Regions from separate parts of the Zea mays genome. Here region 2 is linked to region 1. A link is a contact called in public Hi-C data. All regions are on one chromosome and are shown on one strand. Each heading gives the region's core, a stretch centred on a gene start, on an enhancer-like site or on the middle of the called end of the contact. The rest is flanking DNA. Distances are from core to core; before and after follow the strand shown. Region 1 holds the start of LOC100284286 (succinyl-CoA ligase beta-chain). Region 2 holds the start of LOC100283524 (pleckstrin homology domain containing, family A).

Region 1 (5,148 bases), core at 137-2,636:
AAACTGTGACTAAATTGCAATGAGCAAACTATATGTCTAATCTTAACTTAGATTACAAGCATACATGCTGCTTAGCTATATACGGAACCTTTTTCATAAGCATGCACAAATAAAAGGTCAGAAATATTGCACCCAGCATTTTCATAAAAAGCATGCATACATCATAAAGGTCAGAAATATTGCACATAGCATGGAGAAGAGTCGGTATGATAATGTTAGATATGACATGGAAGGTTGCATATAACTCCATTTGCAGCTAAGATAAATGTGACTGTTTATGCCAAATATAAAATACTGTTTATACCCACCAACTCAATAACCCATTGACCACTTAAAATACACCTAATTCCAGCACCCGTAAAAAAGAAAAATCAATCATAAATTGACCACCATACAACCACAACTCAGCATAAATTCTAAGTAAACTACATTCTTCTGGGTCTAGAATCACCGTGACTGTCACACCCAAGCCATGGACCAAGGTTATTAAAACTGTAAAACGTTGGAACGCTCATGGGTGAAATTTTGACTTTTAAACGTTTAAACTTTGTTTAAACGTAGTTTTAAACAACACAGGAAAAATACCAATACATCATAATTTCAGACAATAATATGAAGTTAAATACCAAAATAGAGAGGTTAGTGGCTTACCAAAACTTCACCCATGAGCTGGATTGAACCTCAAAAGTAACTAATAGACTGGGCCCAAAAGTAGCTAACGGTCTAAAATGCATAAAACACTGCGTTTTACAGTTTAGAACGCCAAAACGCTAAAACGTGGTTTCAACCTCTAATTAGAGTTTTGACGTTTAAACATCGTTTAAACGTAGTTTTAATAACACTGCCATGGACGACTGCATTTTGGATCACGAGGTGATAAGATGAACATAATGAGGGGTCGAATAACAGAAGATGAAGAAGTTGTGGCGTCATCACCTCTTTCTCACTGGGGAACATGTTCTTCAAGGCGTCATTGACCTCCTGTACGGACCCCGCCGCCGCACCCCTGGGTACGTTGATACCGTACTTCCCCATCAACTCCGCACCCTGCAGACCCAAACAATCCATCAGCCCCTGCCTCCAAACAGCACCAATAAATCAAAGTGAGAGATCTGGAAGCGCTGGACACCTGGTACTCGTGGATGTTGAGGCGGCGAAGCTGCTGGTGCTGCCATCTCCCGGCGACGGAGAGGGCGCGCGACGCAAGCTTGCCTAGCGATCCGCGAACCATGGCTGTGGTGACCTAGGCGGGGATGCTCCTCCGATCCGGTAACCCTACAAGCTTGGAAGACGCCTCTTTGCGATTTGTTATGTTGTTTCCCTTCCTTTTCACTCGATTTTCTCTCTCGTTTCCTTTCTTGCGGAAGGGACGAAGGGGGGCCGTGCGGGTGCGGCGGCGGGGTGCGGACCGGGCCCGGGGTAGACCAGACCAGTACACGTTGAACGGAGAATGGTTTCACTCAGAATGAAGTCATTCTCGATGGATACTAGCGGGTTACCCTACCTTGCGACGGCTCACAATAATAACCACATAAAGTATCCATCAAAAAGATCTCAAAGTTTTTTATTAATTGTCAAAGTTTTTTATTGATTGTCTCTTCTCTCCACATAATTTTTTTATTTGACTAAGCGAGTCGACATCGTGGTAAAGGAAAGGTCATGTAAACAGACAATGTCGAGCTATCGAATGGGTACCATAGGCAGCAAATCAGGGACCTCATCCCTCGCCTCCCCCACTTTCAAGGTTTTGTAGATTGGAAGAGGCAATCATACTTGTTCGTTGCCGGAGAAGGACACGACGAAGACATGGACATCTGGAGGCGATATAGGTAGTATACCACTAGATACATACACGAAGAGAGCACGCAAGCGGAGAATGAAGTTCATCCAGAGTAGCTGCAAACCGAGAGACACCTCACCAGACGTTAGTCCGAAAAGTGTCGGGGACCATAATTAGGGGTACCCCCAAGACTCCTAATCTCAGTTGGTAACACCCATCAGCACAAAGCTGCAAAGGCCTGATGGGCGCGATTAAGATCAAGGCTCAGTCCACTCAAGGGACACGTTCTCGCCTCGGCCGAGCCCAGCCTCGGGCAAAGGCAGCCGACCCCGGAGGATTCACGTCTCGCCCGAGGGCCCCCTCAAGCGACGGACACACCTTCGGCTCGCCCGAGGCCCAGTCTTCGCGGAGAAGCAACCTTGGCCAGATCGCCACGCCAACCGACCGTATCGCAGGAGCATTTAATGCAAGGATCACCTGACACCTTATCCTGACGCGCGCTATTCAGTCGACAGAGCCGAAGTGACCGTAGTCACTTCGCCGCTCCACTGACCGACCTGACAGGAATACAGCGCCGCCTGTCCTACTCCGACTGCCGTGCCACTCGCCAGAGTGAGGTCGACAGCGGCTAAGTCCAGCCTCGGGCACCATAGGAAGCTCCGCCTCGCCCGACTCCAGGGCTCGGGCTCAACCTCGACGCTGGACGACGGACTCCGCCTCGCCCGACCCCAGGGCTCGGACACAGCCTCGGCCTCGGAAGACGGTCTCCGCCTCGCCCGACCCAGGGCTCGGACTCAACCTCGACCTCGGAAGACAGACTCTGCCTCGCCCGACCCCAGGGCTCGGACTCGACCTCGACCTCGGAGGAGCCTCCGCCTCGCCCGACCTAGGGCTCGGACCGACCACGTCACAGGGGGGACCATCATTACCCTACCCCTAGCTAGCTCAGGCTACGGGGAACAAGACCGGCGTCCCATCTGGCTCGCCCCGGTAAACAAATAATGATGGCGCCCCGCGTGCTCCATGACGACGGTGGCTCTCAGCCCCTTATGGAAGCAAGGAGACGTCAGCAAGGATTCGACAGCCCCGACAGTTGTCCTTCCACAGGGCCCAAGCGCTCCTCCGACGGCCACGACATCACATGAACAGGGTGCCAAAACCTCTCCGACTGCCACGACGGCATGTACTTAGGGATCTAGCTCCTCTCTGCTAGACACGTTAGCACATTGCTACACCCCCCATTGTACACCTGGACCCTCTCCTTACGCCTATAAAAGGAAGGTCCAGGGCTCTCGTACGAGAGGGTTGGCCGCGCGGGAGAACGGGCTGACGCATAAGGCTCTCGCTCTCTCTCTCTCTCCCACGCGAACGCTTGTAACCCCCTACTGCAAGCGCATCCATCCGCCCTGGGCGCAGGACAACACGAAGGCCGCGGTTTCCCCTTACTGTTCTCCCCCCTTTGTGTCCCATCTCGCGCCGACCCATCTGGGCTGGGACACGCAGCGACAATTTACTCGTCGGTCCAGGGACCCCCCGGGGTCGAAACACCGACAGTTGGCGCGCTAGGTAGGGGCCTGCTGCGTGTTGACGAACAGCTTCCCGTCAAGCTCCAGATGGGTAGTCTCCAGCAACCTTTCCAACCCGAGACGATGCTCCGTTTCGGGAGTCTTGAGTTCATGTCCCTCGACGGCAGCTACGACATGATACTCCTTCCTTTGCCGCGCGACAGCGACAATGGCGGCCGTCAGCCCGCCCGCCAGCGGTGGAATCAACGACGTCTTCCCCACATGGCGGAAGAACAACATCCGGGTTTGTCCCGTCACCTCCCCCACCAACGGAGGAGGAGGCGAGGCAACCATGGCCAAGCAGGAGGCGGCACCTCATCGGCTGTCGAGCAAGTCGACGACGTCGGCGCCCCAGCGGGGGATACGTCGGGCTTAGACCTTGCGTCTGAGACGAAGACGAGCGTCGTTTCCCCGCTACACGCCAACCCCAAGCAGACGAACGACGCCAGCACGCTCACGAAGGACTTGCTGGGCGTCGCCCTCGTACCTGAGACAACGGTGCAGTCCGCCCCTGACGCGACTTCGTCACCGCCCGTCGACCAAGAGGTACCGACCGATTCCCATCTCGTGCCTTTTGGATTCAGCTTCGACCCACCAAGCGACCTCGCTTCGATGGAAGCCTTCATAGAGGCATGTACCAACCCTCCGAGGTACCATATGTGGTCGCCTTGGGACAGACTGACGGCCGTCTCGACCTACGGACCCTCGGGTTCTGAGGAAGACGACGAGCCCGACTTTTGTTGGGATTTCTCCAGGCTCGGTAACCCCAGTGCCATGCGGGACTTCATGACCGCATGCGACTACTGCCTCTCCGATTGTTCCGATGGTAGTCGCAGCTTCGGCGACGAGGACTGCGGCCCGAGTCGTGAATGTTTCCACGTCGATCTAGGGGGTCCCGGCGAAGGCAACCATCTTGGTATGCCGGAGAACGGCGATCCCCCTAGGCCTGCGCCTCGCGTTGACATCCTTCGGGAGCTAGCTGTGGTCCCAGTCCCTGCGGGGGGTCAGGACGCACAGCTCGAGCAAATTCGCGAGATGCAGGCCAGGCTCGACGAGGGAGCAGGAACACTTGAGCAGTTCCGGCGGAACATCGGCAAGAATGGGCAGACCAAGCTCCGGCCGGAGAAGCGCGTCATCTACCCCAGGGCATCCAGCACCGCATTGCCGACGACGTCAGGGCAAGGCCGCCACCGGCTTCCAGTGGGGTCGGCCAGAACCTGGCTGCAGCAGCAATACTACTCCGCGCGATGCCGGAACCATCGACCACCGAAGGGCGACGTATCCAGGGAGAGCTCAAGAATCTCCTGGAGGATGTCGCGGTCCGACGGGCCGAAAGCTCTACCTCCCGAAGGCAGGGGTACCCCTCGGAGCGTCGCGTCGTGACTTCCCGATTCGTGCGGGAAGCCTCGGTCCACACCGGGCGCACGCGCAACACGGCGCCTGCGGCCCCGGGTCGCCTCGGCAACGAGCACCACCACCGCAACCGTCAAGCCCACCTCGATGAGAGGGTGCGTCGAGGCTACCACCCCAGGCGTGGGGGACGCTACGACAGCGGGGAGTATCGGAGCCCCTCGCCTAAACCACCCGGTCTGCAAGCTTTCAGCCGGGCCATACGACGGGCGCCGTTCCCGACCCGGTTTCGAACCCCGACTACCATCACAAAGTACTCGGGGGAGACGAGGCCGGAACTGTGGCTCGCGGACTACCGACTGGCCTGCCAGCTGGGTGGAACGGACGATGACAACCTCATCATCCGCAACCTCCCCCTGTTCCTATCCGACACCGCTCGAGCCTAGCTGGAGC
Region 2 (5,574 bases), core at 885-3,384, 460 kb before region 1:
GCATGATGATCAAGTTGCAATGAGAAGTGACAAGAAAAAGAAACTAAGTACCTCGTCAGCCACAGAAGCCCATTTGTGCAGCTTGAGGAACCTTTTGCGGTCTTGTTTTGAACTTCTTCCTGAACCATGCTGTACAAGTGTTCATACTTTGATGGTTCTGAAGTATACTTGTTTTCCAGTCTCTGACAAAGAGGATCAAGTCAAGTGAAATTAAAAAAAAAACTTGAAACTCCGAGGACTCCAGAAGTGACAAATGAACTAAGCAAGAGGTAGAACAGTCTAAAGTAGCTATTGATATGAATTATCACAGTACAGATAACTGGAAGACAACATTAATACCACTGCCATCTATATACCAGCATAAAAGAATGGAAGGTAACCTATGGATGATACTAGTATGATAGAAATTATGCAGAAAGATTTTCTTACTGTGATATTGCCGCCGATATCACTCTTTACAATTGCCATAGCACCTCCAAATTTATCTGGTCCATAAAAGCAGGGGCTAAAGGGGCAAGCAATGAAAAACTGTTTATTGTTTAAGCAACACAAGTGCACCTCAGCATAAAAGAACACAGAACCACAGTTTTAAGACTCAACGATTTGCTCTTCCGCGGTTTAAGACAACATCGAAGCTAGATTTAAGGATCAACAAAAATATCGCAAAGATGTGTGCACAAAATTTGCAGCCATCCAAAATTCCAAGTTTATAATAAAACATGAGACTTTTACTGAATCCTGCATTAAACACCATGGTGGTTTAACAGAGAGTGTAAAAAAAAGCTTTTTGCATCTCTAAGGTGGCATAACCATCAAGGATAATTTGTCTTAGCTATAAGAAAACTTGTTTAGACGATTAATCTATCACGTGTCTTGTGAGAATAACTCAAGCCCATCCATTTCTCCCACACGACCACTGAACTTCTGAACTAAAGCATGGTACCGATTCACAGATTAAGTAATGCAGCTACTGCTACTCAAAATTTCAAAACCTCATGCAGTTGACAGCGAAGCAAATGAGTTACCGAGGACAGGCAATATTTGCTTGCAGACATCAAGGAAGGGCTTGGTGAGAATGACTCCGTTCTCTGCCTTGACATGCTTCATCGCTTCCAAAGAGGGGGTGAACACCGTCTGTGCCATCTCTGAACCTGCAAGAAAGTATATACATCATCACAGCAAATAGATTATGCTCGCTGAGAGGAAGGATACCCCCATTTCTATTATTTGCATAACAGAAATACAGTTAAGTCTTAGAAGTAACATTCAGAACAGCAAAAGAAAACGCTGCAGATGAACAGATACATCGCAGACACTAAACCTAGACAAAAGGGTGAACTACTGCAGATGAACAGATAAATCAGGTATTGACCTGAATACCCGATTCAAGTTTACCAATCAGAAAAAAAAACATGCGTCAGCAACAGCAAGCGCGGTTTAACCTCCCAAAAGGTCACAATACATCTTCCTAGTTTCCGGATTTAACGTTCACGCAGGAACCAGATCATTACAACCCAAAAGTCAACAGGTTTTCAAGCTCAAATAGTCTCCATTTATGAGCAGCCTCATCAAAACGAAAGAATCCAGCAAGTTGCCCACACATGATACACGTCTAAATCTCAATCACCCAGACGGCCTGCCCCAACATGCACCAGATTCAAACTAAACATACAACTTCTGATCTCTCACTGAATATTTGGATGTAACCACGAAATCCATGGATCAGAGCTCCACGGACTAAACACAGAACCACTGAACCAGCGTGGCCGGATTCAGAACTCCACTAAGCTCACGACATATGTACGCGCTAAGCTCGCGTCATGATCTGAAATCATACACACAGTCAAGAGTGATTGCGAACTGACCGTTCACGGATCTCGCAGCGGAATTCCCCTTCTTGCAACACGGCTTTCCCTGTCGGCGAGGACACTGCAGGAAGGACTAATTCGGAGGACACGAATATATATCCCCTTCTTTCACTAGCGGCTAGTGGCGAGAGAACGAATACCAACGCCATACCGATTTTTTTACGACGGAATCTCTGTGCCCCGATCACACGGAATCTCTGTGCCCCGATCCATGTGGCTCCCAAACCGAGGCGAAGACGAAAGCTAACACATATACCACACCGTGTAAACAGCTAATTTGTATGGACCGTCTAAATAGCCGTATAAAGTACTATTTTGTATTGTATATTATACCGTTTGCAGAGTAGAATTTGAAATAGGAAGTGTGATAGAAAGTTTGCTAGAAATAGTCTTAGGCTTTTTTAACAGGTCTCGTGTCTTGTCAAGCACACGAAAAATAGAAAACCACTGTTATTATAGCACAATCCAGTAGATCGTGAAAGTGGCTACGAAAAACGATATCCCCTTCTTGCGTCCCCTAAATGTGGGCTATCTCTCTCTCCTCTCTTTTTCACAATCTGCTAGAACCAATCGCTTCCACCCATGTGTATTCGCGCTTGCGGACGCACATTCTCTCTGTCCGCGCTCGAGAGCCGTGACGGTCTTACGCCATCTCTAGCAGATTCTCTATCCAATTTTCTATCGTATTCCCTATTTCAAGCTTAATCTGCATACAGTGTCAACAGTGTTATCTACAGTATCGTGTCTACTGTTTTACACGATCCACCAAAGACAGCCTTAAGAGTTAGCATCTACAGAACACAATCCAAATTCCACCCTTAATATCCTCACTAGAAAGAATGGCGCGACAACCTTTGATAGGCCAGCTCCTCTCATCTCTCCCGAAGACAATCCAAATGCTACCACCACTAAGGGTTAGCTCAATTGAGGGGAATATTCTAGAAAATAAAATATGACCAAACGTAAGGATTCAAAAAAGGGGAGAGAGTTCCTCGCTGATTTAGTGGTGATGGGTACTCTAGATGCCATCCTAAAGATGAATTGGTTACATAAGAACCAAGCCACAGTTAGTTGTGACAAGTGGACAGTGAAATTGGTATCCCCATCCGGAGAAGAGAAAATAACTGAGCTGATCATGCCTAACCCAAAGGAAGGAGCCTGCCACCAGATGATTGTTGGTAGTAAGGAGGCCAACCCACTCGAGGCCATCAAGGTTTTGTCAGAGTTTTCTAGATGTGTTACATGAGGAGTTACCGAGCATGCCACTTGATAGAAAGGTTGAGTTCGCCATAGAGCTTATCCCTGATATTGCCCCCATTTCTAAGATAACCTACAGAGTGTCGGGACCAGAATTGGTGAACTCAAGAAGCAGATTGATAAACTATTAGAGAAGGGTTTCATCAGACCAAGTACCTTTCCTTGGACCGCTCTAGCCTTATTCGTAGAGAAGAAGGATGGAACCAAGAGTATGTGCATAGATTACAGAGCTTTGAATGAAGTTACCATCAAGAACAAGTACCCCCTACCAAAAGGATAGAAGATCTATTTGACTAGCTCAGAAGAGCAGTGTTTTCTCGAAGATAAATCGGAGGTCAGGTTACCATAAGCTTAGGATCCGATCATCAGATATACTGAAGACGCCATTCATCACCAAGTATGAGTTATATGAGTACACAGTGATGTCCTTTGGTCTGACGAACGCACCAACTGTCTTCATGTACCTTGAAGGAAATGGGTGACGCCTAAGAGGGGGTGAATTAGGACTTCTAAAACTTTCACTAAACTAGGCCACAATTAAATCCCTAATGGAGCGCGATCGGTGAGTAAGGACTTTCACCTTTTTCCTCTTCGGCGCGGGCTCGCTTGCAGCAGCTGAAGCATCATCTTTCTCGAAAGTTACACTTTTTCTTTTTTGCCCCCGTGACGGGTAGCGGTAGTCAGGGTACATGAACCCAATAGCATCAAAAACTCTGTTCAATCTCTTCTTTTTCCGGCTTCCGAAGGCCGCAGATAGCTCATTATCTTCCGTTTTGGAGTACGGCCCAAGCAGTTTATCACTTGTAGCTTCGACACACTTTAGCCAATCGTCGTCTGGCTCAATAAATTGGTCTCCAAACCTGAAGGTATATTTTAGTCGAACCAAACCACCTTCGTGGGGGTTGCTGATGGCCTCTTTCGGCATCTCCCAATTGACTACTAATGGCCATATCCTATAGGCCACGTGCTCTTGGACTAAGTCCCTCGTCCCGATGAAAGAACAAACTATGCCAAAGGCCTTTCGGCATTCTTCGGCTGCTTCATCAATTTCTACCTTTGGTTTCCGGAAGCCGAAGCGCTGCCAGATAGGACGCATGATGATCTCTTTAATATCCTCCCGTACCTTTAAATCATTTTTCACATAGAACCATTCCTTCATCCAGTCTCCGGGCCATCTCTTCCGAAAGGTTGGCACGGGGCAGCTTGACCCAGAGCGAGCAACGAAGCTATAGCAGCCAAAATTGTTATGATACTGCTATTTACCCCAGGGCTTCGTCTCATATAAAAGTTCGTGCATACTGCAGAAACTTTTTACACTTGGCTCCAAGCCCTGACTCCTCACAGCCCATACGAAGATTCCCATTCTTATGATGGCTTCGGGAGTAATCTGGTGAAGAAAAATCTGGAATATCTTTAAAACCTCAACCACAAAGCTGCTTAGGGGGAATCGAAGCCCAGCCTTGAAGAAGCTTCGGAAGATCACGACTTCATTTTCTTCGGGAGTAGGAGAAGTCTTGTCTCCGTTGTCAGCCCTCATAATGGACACATCTCGAAAGTATCTTCCCCTCATATTGTCGAGATGACTTTGTTTAATAGTTGATTTTTCGAAAACTACATGACTTGGTCGCCAGGGTCGATCTTCGGAGTCTTCCCCGCCACTTTCCACGTCATAACTGTCGCTGTCACCGGTGTCTTCAGATAAACCTTCTAAAATCTCCCTAGTAATCTTATCTGTATTTGTCTTTGCTATTGATTCAATAAAGCCAAGATTCTTCTCCTCAGAAAGGCTCAGCTTCGTTTCAGCAACAACTTTTTTATCTTGAGACATCTTCGGAAATGCTGAAAAAGTGCTCTCAAAGCCGAAGCTAAGAAAATTTAAAAAACCAAGCAAGTGTTGGTGCGCAAGAGCTAAAAATCGAGCAAGCAAGAGCAGATGGCAAAAAAACGTGCCAAATGAGCTCGTGGTGTGCTCTTATTTATACGCCTAGTACGTTGAAAACAGGAGGGCCCCGCTTGTCATTGACTGTTGCTATTCTAGCAAAGGGAAGGTGTTTTTTCGGACCTTCGGCTTAGGGCCTTCGTCCATATCGCAATCTGAATTTATCATTCTAACAAATTAATATTGCGAGGGGCTACTGTTGGGGGCCTTCGGCTTCCGAAGGTCCTCAAAAACATGATTTAACAATGTTTCTGGAGTATAATACATGAACAGGTACCTTCAGACTTGGATCAAAACCACAGTGTGAAGAAGTACAAGGAATACGAAGGATGATGCAGAGCCGAAGCTATGTGCAAGGGAGCTTCGGCATGATAGCAGAAAAGGAAACCGACTTAAAGATGAAAAGGCTATTTAGACCTCGATGGATTACTATAGAGTTATTAGCAAATGTAAAGGGCATGGGTGTAATTTTACATGGGCTGCGTCCCGTGCCTATAAATAGATGAACAG

The links. A called contact is a pair of places that touch in the nucleus more often than the background predicts.
Region 2: a Hi-C map of leaf shows a contact between it and region 1, with 4 times the contacts expected there. The contact joins the promoter of LOC100283524 here to the promoter of LOC100284286 in region 1. A contact is called at or near these places in 3 of 25 Hi-C or Micro-C datasets (ear, leaf and tassel).

What each region holds. Positions count from the first base shown.
Region 1 is chr4:146,920,145-146,925,292 of Zm-B73-REFERENCE-NAM-5.0, reverse strand. It overlaps LOC100284286 (succinyl-CoA ligase beta-chain), which reads right to left and starts at 1,386. Exons shown (of 12, transcript NM_001157181.1): 1 at 1,130-1,386; 2 at 937-1,047. The coding sequence starts at 1,231.
Region 2 is chr4:147,383,654-147,389,227 of Zm-B73-REFERENCE-NAM-5.0, reverse strand. It overlaps LOC100283524 (pleckstrin homology domain containing, family A), which reads right to left and starts at 2,134. Exons shown (of 8, transcript NM_001365195.1): 1 at 2,020-2,134; 2 at 1,866-1,929; 3 at 1,026-1,151; 4 at 430-485; 5 at 52-182. The coding sequence starts at 1,143.